2 separate regions of the Sus scrofa genome follow, and region 1 is linked to region 2. A link is a contact called in public promoter capture Hi-C data. All regions are on one chromosome and are shown on one strand. The core of a region is the stretch at or near the end of the contact, and the rest is flanking DNA. Distances in the headings are between cores, read along the strand shown.

Region 1 (5,080 bases), core at 1,758-4,257, 270 kb before region 2:
AGCTTGGCAGATACTGCCTTGTACCTGGGAAGGTCAAGCAGGCAGGAAGTGAATGATTATGAAGTGTTTCCTGGGTTTCCAGATGTTCCCGTGCTGGGTAAGCTTATCTCTGAGAGCCCACAAGTAAAAAGGCCCTTCGGCCACTGATGCTGGGAACAGTGGTCAGGGCCCACCTACTCCCTACCCCGCCTGCATCAGGGGGAAGCCCATGTGAAGCGCAGCCTGGCCTCACAGACCTTACCTACCTGGAGAAGGTAAATTACTCCATCTGTGCCCCCCGCCCCGGCAGCTTTGCACCTGGCATATCTCAGTGCCCGCTGGACATGGCATAGAACTGCAGTTTCACAACTTCAGCCTGGACACTCAGGACGCGTGCAAGTTTGACTATGTGGAAGTTTATGAGACCAGCAACTCAGGGGCCCTCAGCCTCCTGGGCAGGTATCAGCAGAGCCAGTGGAAGGGGCCAAGGAGAAACCCCATCCTCCACAGTCCAACGGTCAAGGCTTCCTACAAATAAGCCCCCTTGTCCCCGAGCTTCAAGCCAGAGGTCTCCTCACTGTCACCCCCAAAAAGGCTTGTCCTTCCTCACCTGCGTACCTTTGTATCTGCCCCTCTCACCTTCCCCAGGAGGCCCTTCCCAGGCCTCTCCCCAACCCAGGTCCATTCCCACGCCCACAAGAATGCTCACTGATCTCCCCCAGCTCAAAGTGGCTCAAGTTCAAGCAGTTTGTTTGTTTAGTACTTTGTCTACTGAATACCTGTCTTCCTCACCAGCCCCTAAGTTCCAGGAGTCAGCGACCATGCCTCCCATGCCCTCTGGCATCCCCTGGAGCACCCAGTGCCACGCCAGCCCCGCAGGGGACCTTGTGCACGCTGGCTGGGCCAAGGGCTCCTGCACCAGGACTGCTGTTTGCTTCCGGCAGGTTCTGTGGAGCAGAACCGCCACCCCAGCGCCTCATCTCCTCGTACCACCAGCTGGCTGTCCTTTTTAGGACAGATCATGGCATCAGCGGTGGGGGCTTCTCGGCCACCTACCAGGCCCTCAATGCCACAGAGAGTAGGTGGCCATGGGCGAGTGGGTGTGGGCAGGAGAGGCGCCTCCAGAAGACTAGAGAAGGGCTCTGGACCCTGGTTGGGGCACTGTGAAGGCAGCAGGAGTACAGGCATGTTCTGGGGCACTGCCACGCCCCCTGTGCCTGCAGAGCCCTGTGGACCTGGAGAGCTCTCCTGCCGGGATGCAGGGTGTAAGAGTCTGCAGTGGATGTGTGGTTTATGGAGAGACTGTGCAGAGAGCAGTGGTGACAACTGCAGCAGCCCCTTGTTCCCACCCCCAGGTGAGGAGCTTCCCCCAGGGCACCGCAGCCAGGGACTGCAGGCCTGAACAGGCTGCATGCCCATGTATAGAAACCCCCTGGCACACTTCATAGCAGCCACCCCTCTCCTCCCTGACGGGGGCAGGGGACCCACTATCCTGACTCCGGACCCCTTCACCAAGTCCTGGATTCTCCCCCAATGGGGGCAAAGGCATTTAGGGTCACCCCTAAAGGAAATGGGAATCTGGGAGTTGACAGCTTCAAGAACCAGTCCAGCCTTGTCAAACCAGCCCTCTCCAGGGCCCACCTCAAAGATGTGGGTGAGAGGAGGGGCACTCCTTCCAGAGGCCCAGCAGTCCTGCTGATGTTGAGGCCCCATGCTCCCTGATGCGCAGGGCTGGCGAATAATGCCCATTCTCGAGAAGAGGAATCCTCAACATGTATAAAGCATCTCTCCCTGTTATCTCTGATCCTCACGACAACCCCCATCTGACCCATACAGAGCAATTAGGTGACTTGTGAGTGTTCCCCAGAGTGACCCTCCCCTCCCATCCTTGCAGAGCTGGCCTGTGAGCCTGTCCAGGTGGAGATGTGCATCGGTCTGAGCTACAACACCACGGCCTTCCCTAACATCTGGGTGGGCATGGCCACCCAGGAGGAGGTGGTGGAGCTCCTCAGAGGTTACAAGGTGCTCTGCGCAGAGATAATGAGGGACCCCCAGAAAGGGGAGGGAACCTGGGGAGCAGGATGCCTGAGGGCTGATCTCCTTCTTCCACAGAGCCTGACAAGTCTGCCCTGCTACCAGAATTTCCGGAGGCTCCTTTGCGGGCTGCTTGTGCCCCACTGCACCCCGCTAGGCAGTGTCCTTCCCCCTTGCCGCTCTGTCTGCCAGGAGGCAGAGCGCCAGTGCCAGTCTGGCCTGGCACTCCTGGGCACCCCCTGGCCCTTCAACTGCAACAGGCTGCCCGAGGCAGCTGGCCTGGAGTCTTGTGCCCAGCCCTGACCTTGAAGCCGGCCCCTGCCCTCTGCTGCCCATCCTCCTTTGCCTATCAGGGCAGGCAAGCAGAGAAGCAAAGGAAGGGGGCCAGCATGGGACTCTGCCCATCTCCTCTGGGTCTCCCCAGGGAGGGGAAGAGAAGTCCTTGGGGCTAATGGGACCCTCCCACCTTCCCAGATCCCTCCCCATCCCTTTACTTGCTCCAGCTGCTGCAAACAGCTGGCCTGACTCCACCACCTATACCACCAACAATCTGGACCACTTCCCACCCAAGCCTCTGACCCCAATTTGCTACCTGCTTTTTCAGGCTCTCCGCCACTCACCTTCTGACATTTTCATTTACTCAACAAAAATGTACTGAGTGCTTAGTTACATGGCAAGCCCTGTTCTGAGCACTGGGAAGCTGCTTTGTCTACTGCTGCTGGAACCTTCCACCCTCAGGTCTCATCTTACCTTTCTCCTGGTCTAGAGTGTTGCCCTTGGTCTCTGTCACAGCACCATCTCTCCTGCCTGCTCCTTGGAGTTGTAGGCGCCCTGAGCATCTGTCTCTCGCGGTTCTGCCTCTCTGTGCCTGGCTCAAATCTCTCTCTCTCTCTCTTTTCTCTCCCAAACTTTGGCCGGCCGCCGGGCGACACCACGAGTTATTTCCCTGCTATTTCCCAGCCCGGGTTCTTGGCCCCTGAACAACTGGTTTCCTCTTGGAGTCTGGGAGGAGCAGAGCAGCCGGCAAGGAACGACCCAGGGCCAGGGAGGCGCCGAGGGCAGGGGCTAGAGAGAAGTGCAGGGCAGGCAGCAGGGCTCAGCTGGAGGGTCCGGAGTAGCGCGCCCCAAAGGAGGCCAGAGAGAGCGCGAGCTTCCCCCGAGCCAGGATGGAGGGGTGAGTGGGGGGGGCGGGGAAACGGAGTTGGGGGAGGGGACTGTGGGAAAGCCTGGGCGCCGGCCCGTGGGGGAGGGGGAGGGAGGGTCGGCCTCTCCCTTCCCCGCTGCGCGGTGCTCCCGGGGGTTCTCGGATCTAGGGGCGCCGGGTTCTTCATCCTCCCGCGGCCGCTCAGCCTCTCTCAGGCGCATGGCAGTGGGGTGGGTCCCACGCCGACCACGCCGAGGCCGGGAGCGAGGCTTGTCGCGGGATTCTGGGTCCCGACTCCTGTCCTGCCCGGCCCACAGACGACCAGAGGCCCCCGGCGTCTGGGCTCCGCGTGCCGGCGCCATGAGGCCGCTCCTCGCCCTGCTGCTCCTGGGTCTCGCGGCCGGCTCGCCCCCACTGGACGACAACAAGATCCCCAGCCTGTGCCCAGGGCACCCCGGCCTTCCTGGCACGCCGGGCCACCACGGCAGCCAGGGCCTGCCCGGCCGCGACGGCCGCGATGGCCGCGACGGCGCGCCCGGGGCTCCGGGAGAGAAAGGCGAGGGCGGGAGGCCGGGTAAGAGGCGCCTCCGCTGCGATCCGTGGGGACGTCGGAGCTAGCCCGGCCCGATTCCGCTCTCCGGGCCCGGGGCTCGATCTTCCCACCAAGGGGGCGCCGCTCCTGTCCCACACCCCACCCCCACTCCCGACTCCGGCGGCTCCCAGAGCCGGGAGAGGAGAGGGTGACTCAGCGGCGGGAGCCACAACCCCTGGGATCCTCAGATCTGCCCCAAGCCCTGTAGGAAGAGGGGAGGGAGCCCTGGGGCGCAAGGCGGCCCCGGCCGGGCAGTGGTGGCTGGGAGGCTGAGGGTGGATGAGGGAGGAGCAGCGGGCACACCCTAACCGCTCCGCTTCTCCCCCACGCCCCGCAGGCCTCCCGGGGCCGCGTGGGGAGCCCGGGCCGCGAGGAGAGGCGGGCCCGGTGGGGGCGATGGGGCCTGCGGGCGAGTGCTCAGTGCCTCCGCGCTCCGCCTTCAGCGCCAAGCGCTCCGAGAGCCGAGTGCCACCGCCATCGGACGCGCCCCTACCCTTCGACCGCGTGCTGGTGAACGAGCAGGGACATTACGACGCCGTCACGGGCAAGTTCACCTGCCAGGTGCCCGGGGTCTACTACTTCGCCGTCCACGCCACCGTCTACAGGGCTAGCCTGCAGTTCGATCTGGTCAAGAATGGCGAGTCCATCGCCTCTTTCTTCCAGTTCTTTGGGGGGTGGCCCAAGCCAGCCTCGCTCTCCGGGGGCGCCATGGTGAGGCTGGAGCCCGAGGACCAGGTGTGGGTACAGGTGGGCGTGGGTGACTACATTGGCATCTATGCCAGCATCAAGACAGACAGCACCTTCTCTGGATTTCTAGTGTATTCCGATTGGCACAGCTCCCCTGTCTTTGCTTGATGCCCGCTGGAAAGTGAGCCCGTGCTCTCTCACTCCGAGGTGTGACACTGAGGGCCACATCATCCTGGAGGGCTGGCCCCCCTGGAATGTTGTGTAGGACTGCAGAGGTGGGATGGGGGCCTCTCCCTTCTGCTGCCTCAGGGAATGGGGACAGAGACTCTGAGATCAGGGCTGGCAGCATGGGGCAGTGGCTGGATTTCTGCCCTAGACCAAAGGAGTGCGCTGTGCTGGCAGGGTCCCCCCAGTTGTTCTGGCCCAGAACCCCAAAGTGGGGTGCTCCTTTCCTGGTCCTCTGCTTCTCTGGGTCCTCCCTCATCTCTCCTGTTCCTGGGCTCTTTTCTCAGAGATCATTCAATAAATCTAAGAAAACCTCCTACTGGCTTCAGCCTTTCTTCTTTAATGGTGGGGATGCCCTGATCCTGAAACTGGGGTGGTGGTGGGAAGGAGTGGGGAGAGGGTGCTCAGGCAGACGGGAG
Region 2 (4,917 bases), core at 1,180-3,679:
ACCATGACGGGAACTCCTGTTTTTTGGTTTTTTTTTTTTTTATCTTTTTGCCATTTCTTGGGCCGCTCCTGCGGCATATGGAGGTTCTCAGGCTAGGGGTCTAATCGGAGCTGTAGCCACCAGCCTACACCAGAGCCACAACAACGCAGGATCTCAGCCGTGTCTGTGACCTACAGCACAGCTGATAGCAACGCCGGACCCTTAACCCACTGAGCAAGGCCAGGGATCGAACCCAAAACCTTATGGTTCCTAGTCGGATTCGTTAACCACTGCGCCAGGATGGAAACTCCAAAATGGCAGCTTCTCTGTCCACTATTATGGCTAAACAACTCCCATGCTATGGAATGTTCTGTAGCACTAAAAAATTAGGTGAGTCTTCATGCACTGACAAGGGAAAACAATCATTTACTGTTACAAAAAAAGCAAATTGTAAACAATCCAATTGTATAACATTTTAATCATCTAAAAAAGACAAGAGCTACATGTTTCAAGAGAGGAATATACAAATACACCAAATACAGAGGAAAAGGCCTGGAATGTTAATACACCACTGTTACCTGCTAACAGCAGATACTTCCAGAGAAGAGAGTGATGTAGCAAATGGTATCAAAGGGATTTTGCTTTATCTAGAATATTGGAACTTCTATCAAGATTATATTGATAATCTTGGCCTCGCTGGCCTTGCTCAGTGGGTTAAGGATCCAGTGTTGCCATGAGCTGCAGTGTAGGTCACAGATGCAGCTTGGATCAGGCATAGCTGTGGCTTTGGCTGGCAACTGTGGCTCTGATTCAACCCCTAGCATGGGAATTTCCATGTGTCGCAGGTGCGCCCCCCCAAAAAAAGTTAAACTTTTAAGTGAATTTCTCTTTATTTCTACCAATTTCTCTTCTACCTGAGGACTAAACTATTCTTTTTTTTTTTTCTTTTTTTTCTTTTTTAAGGCTGTTCCCTCAGCATACGGAGGATCCCAGGCTAGGGGTCTATTCAGAGCTACAGCTGCCGGCCAACGCCACAGCCACATCAACTCCAGATCCAGGCCTCATCTGCCACCCACACCACAGCTCACGGCAACACCAGATCCTTAACCCACTGAGCAAGGCCAGGGATCGAACCCACAACCTCATGGTTCCTAGTCAGATTTACTTCCACTGGTCCACTATGGGAACTCCCCTGAACTATTCTTAAAGGGAAGAAAAATAGACCTCTCCCTGGTACTGAAAGATTTATCTTCTAAGCGTAGAATCCTCTGGAGTTTCCTTGCAGAGCAGTGTTAAGGATCCAACATTGTTACTGTAGCAGCTCAGGTTAGTGCTGGGGCTTGAGTTCAATCCCTGGCCAGGGAACTTCACACGCTGCCAGAGTGGCCAAATAAGAAGAAGAAGAGACACAGAAATTTAATTCTCTCTCCCTAATCAACAAGAAAAATGTAGGGAAAGGAACAGATAAGGGTTTCTTAACCTAACCCTAGCTGTCACTGCCAGGGCCTTCATGAGAACCTTTTATGAAAGGAGGCCAGACATCAATTTTGTGAGAGGAGAGAAGCAAACGATATTCACATTAAAGAAAAGTATGCTCATCTCAATAAAACTGGGAAAAGAAAATAAAGTGCGCTCTTCAAGGACCAAATACATTTCTATGGGTCGGTAAAGGACAGAGAGGAGTGAGGAGCGTTGATAATTGCCGAGGTGCTTTGATTCGAAGGAGAAAAAAAGGGATGTGCACAAGTTTAATTGAAGAAAAACAGGAGGTGGTGTATCTGTGCTTAACCAATTACAAGTAAAATTATTTTGTGTATAGCGTTTTGCAGTTTGGAATATTCTTTCTCATACAAATTAGAAAAGAGTTTAGGCCAAATTCGGCCACTAAGACAAGCATTATCTCCGACCCATCAGCGAGCATCTGTTTTGGTGGTTTTACTTTCCTCAAAAAAACGAAAAGAAAATCAACTATGATGGAAAAATAAAAACCACATTTTAAAAAAATAAACGAAGGGAGGTCGGGGTGGTCTACGCCCGAAGCGCAGCGGTTCTCTGATTTCCAGCCAAAGCCTAGGGCAGTTCAATACCGACCAGCTAGAGAGCGCCTCTTCCGCTTGGCTGCGGAGGGGATGCGGGTCACTCCCGCTCCTCCGCCGGGGTTCCCAGGTAACCGACCGGAAGAGAGGGCCAAGTGCGGGCCCATCTTTGCGCCCACTTGCTCCAGGTACCGGTTACCCGCGACCCGGGCAGTCAGACGTCCAGCGAGGCAGCCGGAAAGGTCCCGCGATCGCACCAGGACCGACGCTGAGCCGTATGACGTGGGCCAATCGGAAGCCGGCGTCGGCGGTTTTCTTCCAACTGGTTGACTGGCCCCTTCGCTGCCTCCCCGGCAGGGGCTGGAGACGGAGGAGGGGGCGGGCCTAGGACGTGGCCCAATGGGAGCGCGCGCCGGGGCGGCAGGGGGAAGGACAGGGCGTGCTGCGCAGGGCCGGGCGGCGGAGGCTCCAATGAGCGCACGCCGCGTCCCGGGCCGGCTGGTGCGCGAGACGCCGCCGAGAGGTGGGTGGCTAATGTAACAGTTTGCAAACCGAGGGGAGTTGTGAAGGGCGCGGGCTTGAGGGGTGCTCTGCCAGCCTCGTGGGTCCGTCCGCCAGTGCGTCTGTCCCAGAGCTGGGGCCATAGGAGCGGAGGCAGAAGGTAGAGGGGGTGGGGATGGCGATGGGGACCGACCACCCCTTCTAGGGGAGGTAACGTGCTAGCTCCGGGGGCGGGTCGGTAGCGGGAGTGAGGGCCGCGCGGACGCCGGTGAGCTTGGCCCCGCAGCTCGGTCCTCGGGCCGCCCACACACCTTAGGGGTGGGCTAGGGACGGTTTCCGGGAGTGAGAGCCACCGCCTTCGGCAGGTGAACTCGGGGGACTCGGTACCCGTCCGTCCCGGACTCTTACCGTTCCAGACTCAGCGTCTGTGTAGGCAGCTGGGCCCGGGATGGGATGAAGAAGGGGGACAGGCCGGACAACCCGAAGGGATGCTGATGAGACAGGCCCTTCTTCCATCTCCTCCTCCCCCAACGTCACCATCTCTCAGTTCCTGTCCAGGCCCGACCTGGCTTTCCCCGCCAGCGGAGGGCCCCCAGGTGTGGGAAGGTAGTTGAGCCCTGGGCCGGGATCTCTGGCCGCCCCCCAGGTGTCTGACATCAGGGACAGTGCTAGAATGCGCTGGTTGCCGTGGGCGGAAGGCCCTGGTTTTCTTCCTCCTGCTCTGTTACCTTCCCTGTTTAGGGATGTAGTGGCTTTAGCTCAGGACTCATGTCATTTCACCTGGGCCTTTGTGTGGGTACTTCTGAGGACGATGAGAGTGCTTGTTTCTCACTAGGAAGGAGGGGAAGGGATGTAGACTGCCCTGCCCTGGGTGAGGATGGAGGAGGTAGGAATTTTAAAGCTTCTCTGTTCTGGATGAGGTTCTGCCTCCTTACTCAGGGCATCCAGTTAGTTACAGGTGTTGTTTTTCTCCTCCCCCAGGGACGCAATGGCAGCCATGGTCAGGAGGCAGAGGCCGAGGAGGCTAGCCTGTTGGGCCTTGATGGCTGTGCTCTTGGCAGACCTGCTGGCGCTGAGTGGTGTGTACCCCAACAGAGGCATCCAAAGAGACATAAATGAGTGAAGGATGAGTGATGTGTGGTGGGAAGCCTCTGCAGTCTTGAGCTGCTGGACCCACACCTTTGTCTTTCTCTGTCCTACCTTCTCCATGGAAGGTGCTTTAATGAGCAGGCCCTCAGGAAGATGGGGAAAGGGGGCTAATTGACAAATCTGTTTCCCCTTCAGACACACTGGCAGTGATGTCCGTGGACCTGGGCAGCGAGTCCATGAAGGTGGCCATTGTCAAACCTGGAGTGCCTATGGAGATTGTCTTGAACAAGTGAGGGCAGCCCCAGTGTTGGGTGGGGAAAGAGGGAGTCTGGACCCCAAGCTGCCATGTATTCTTTCTGGTGCCCTCAACAGGCCTTGGTGTCTGCATGATTGATTGTATGTGGGGTATGGAGGCTCTTGAGAACACACCTTGCCGTTGGGCATCTGATCTCAGTGTCTCTTTTCCTCAGGGAATCCCGGAGGAAAACCCCAGTGACTGTGACCCTGAAAGAGAATGAAAGATTCTTTGGAGACAGTGCAGCAAGCATGGTGAGCTAGCAGCCCACCCCCTTGCCAGAAGCAAGGGCCAGAGGAGAGGGGATGACTGACCCCGGAGCCTGTTCCCTGATCGGTCTCTGGGGTATGAGATCAGTGATGTTAGGCTTGGGAGCCTAATGCTCTGCTTCTCCTTTACCTCTTAGGCCATCAAGAATCCAAAGGCTACACTGCGTTACTTCCAGCATCTCCTGGGGAAGCAGGAGAATAACCCCCATGTGGCTCTTTACAGAGCCCGTTTCCCAGAGCACGAGCTAGGCTTCGACCCACAGAGGCAGACTGTGTACTTCCAAATCAGCCCGTGAGTGTCCTGCTGGGGAAGGTGGGCTCTGTGGGTCTGACGGGATCCCCATTGGCGTGTGCCCCCGTTGTCCTTGCCTTGACGCCTGGCTTTCCTTGCTGCTGACCGCCCCCTCCTCCAGGCAGCTGCAGTTCTCACCTGAGGAGGTCCTCAGCATGCTTCTCAATTACTCGCGTTCTCTGGCTGAAGACTTTGCAGGTGAGTGGCCAGGGTGGGGCCATTGGCAGCCGGGGTCCTTAGAGTCTCAAATGGAGGCAGTTTTGCTTCCCGGGGAGCATTTGGCAATATCTGATGATGCTTTTTGGTTGTCACAACCGGGGAGCTACTGCCGCTAGCATCTAGTAAGAAGCCAGGGCCACTGCCAAACATCCTAGACTGCCCAGGACCGCCCTTCAAAATAAAGAATTATCTGGCCCTAAACATCAGTTGTGCTGAGACTGGGAAACCCTTGTCTAA

The links. Promoter capture Hi-C pulls out the DNA fragments that hold promoters and counts their contacts.
Region 1: a promoter capture Hi-C map of fetal liver shows a contact between it and region 2, with 2.7 times the contacts expected there. The contact joins the promoter of C1QTNF5 here to the promoter of HYOU1 in region 2. A contact is called at or near these places in 1 of 5 promoter capture datasets (fetal liver) and 1 of 2 datasets of contacts at active chromatin or transcription factors (alveolar macrophages).

The regions. Positions count from the first base shown.
Region 1 is chr9:46,548,073-46,553,152 of Sscrofa11.1, reverse strand. C1QTNF5 (complement C1q tumor necrosis factor-related protein 5) reads left to right here and starts at 3,007. Exons shown (of 3, transcript XM_003129940.3): 1 at 3,007-3,187; 2 at 3,475-3,731; 3 at 4,087-4,978. The coding sequence starts at 3,180. The coding sequence ends at 4,604. MFRP (membrane frizzled-related protein) reads left to right here. Exons shown (of 12, transcript XM_013979475.2): 8 at 290-438; 9 at 924-1,057; 10 at 1,203-1,334; 11 at 1,874-2,001; 12 at 2,092-2,770. The coding sequence ends at 2,316. LOC110255443 (a long non-coding RNA gene) reads right to left here and starts at 2,872. Exons shown (of 3, transcript XR_002335677.1): 1 at 2,764-2,872.
Region 2 is chr9:46,274,568-46,279,484 of Sscrofa11.1, reverse strand. It overlaps HYOU1 (hypoxia up-regulated protein 1), which reads left to right and starts at 2,429. Exons shown (of 25, transcript XM_021062954.1): 1 at 2,429-2,538; 2 at 3,498-3,595; 3 at 3,801-3,894; 4 at 4,076-4,154; 5 at 4,307-4,461; 6 at 4,583-4,659. The coding sequence starts at 3,505.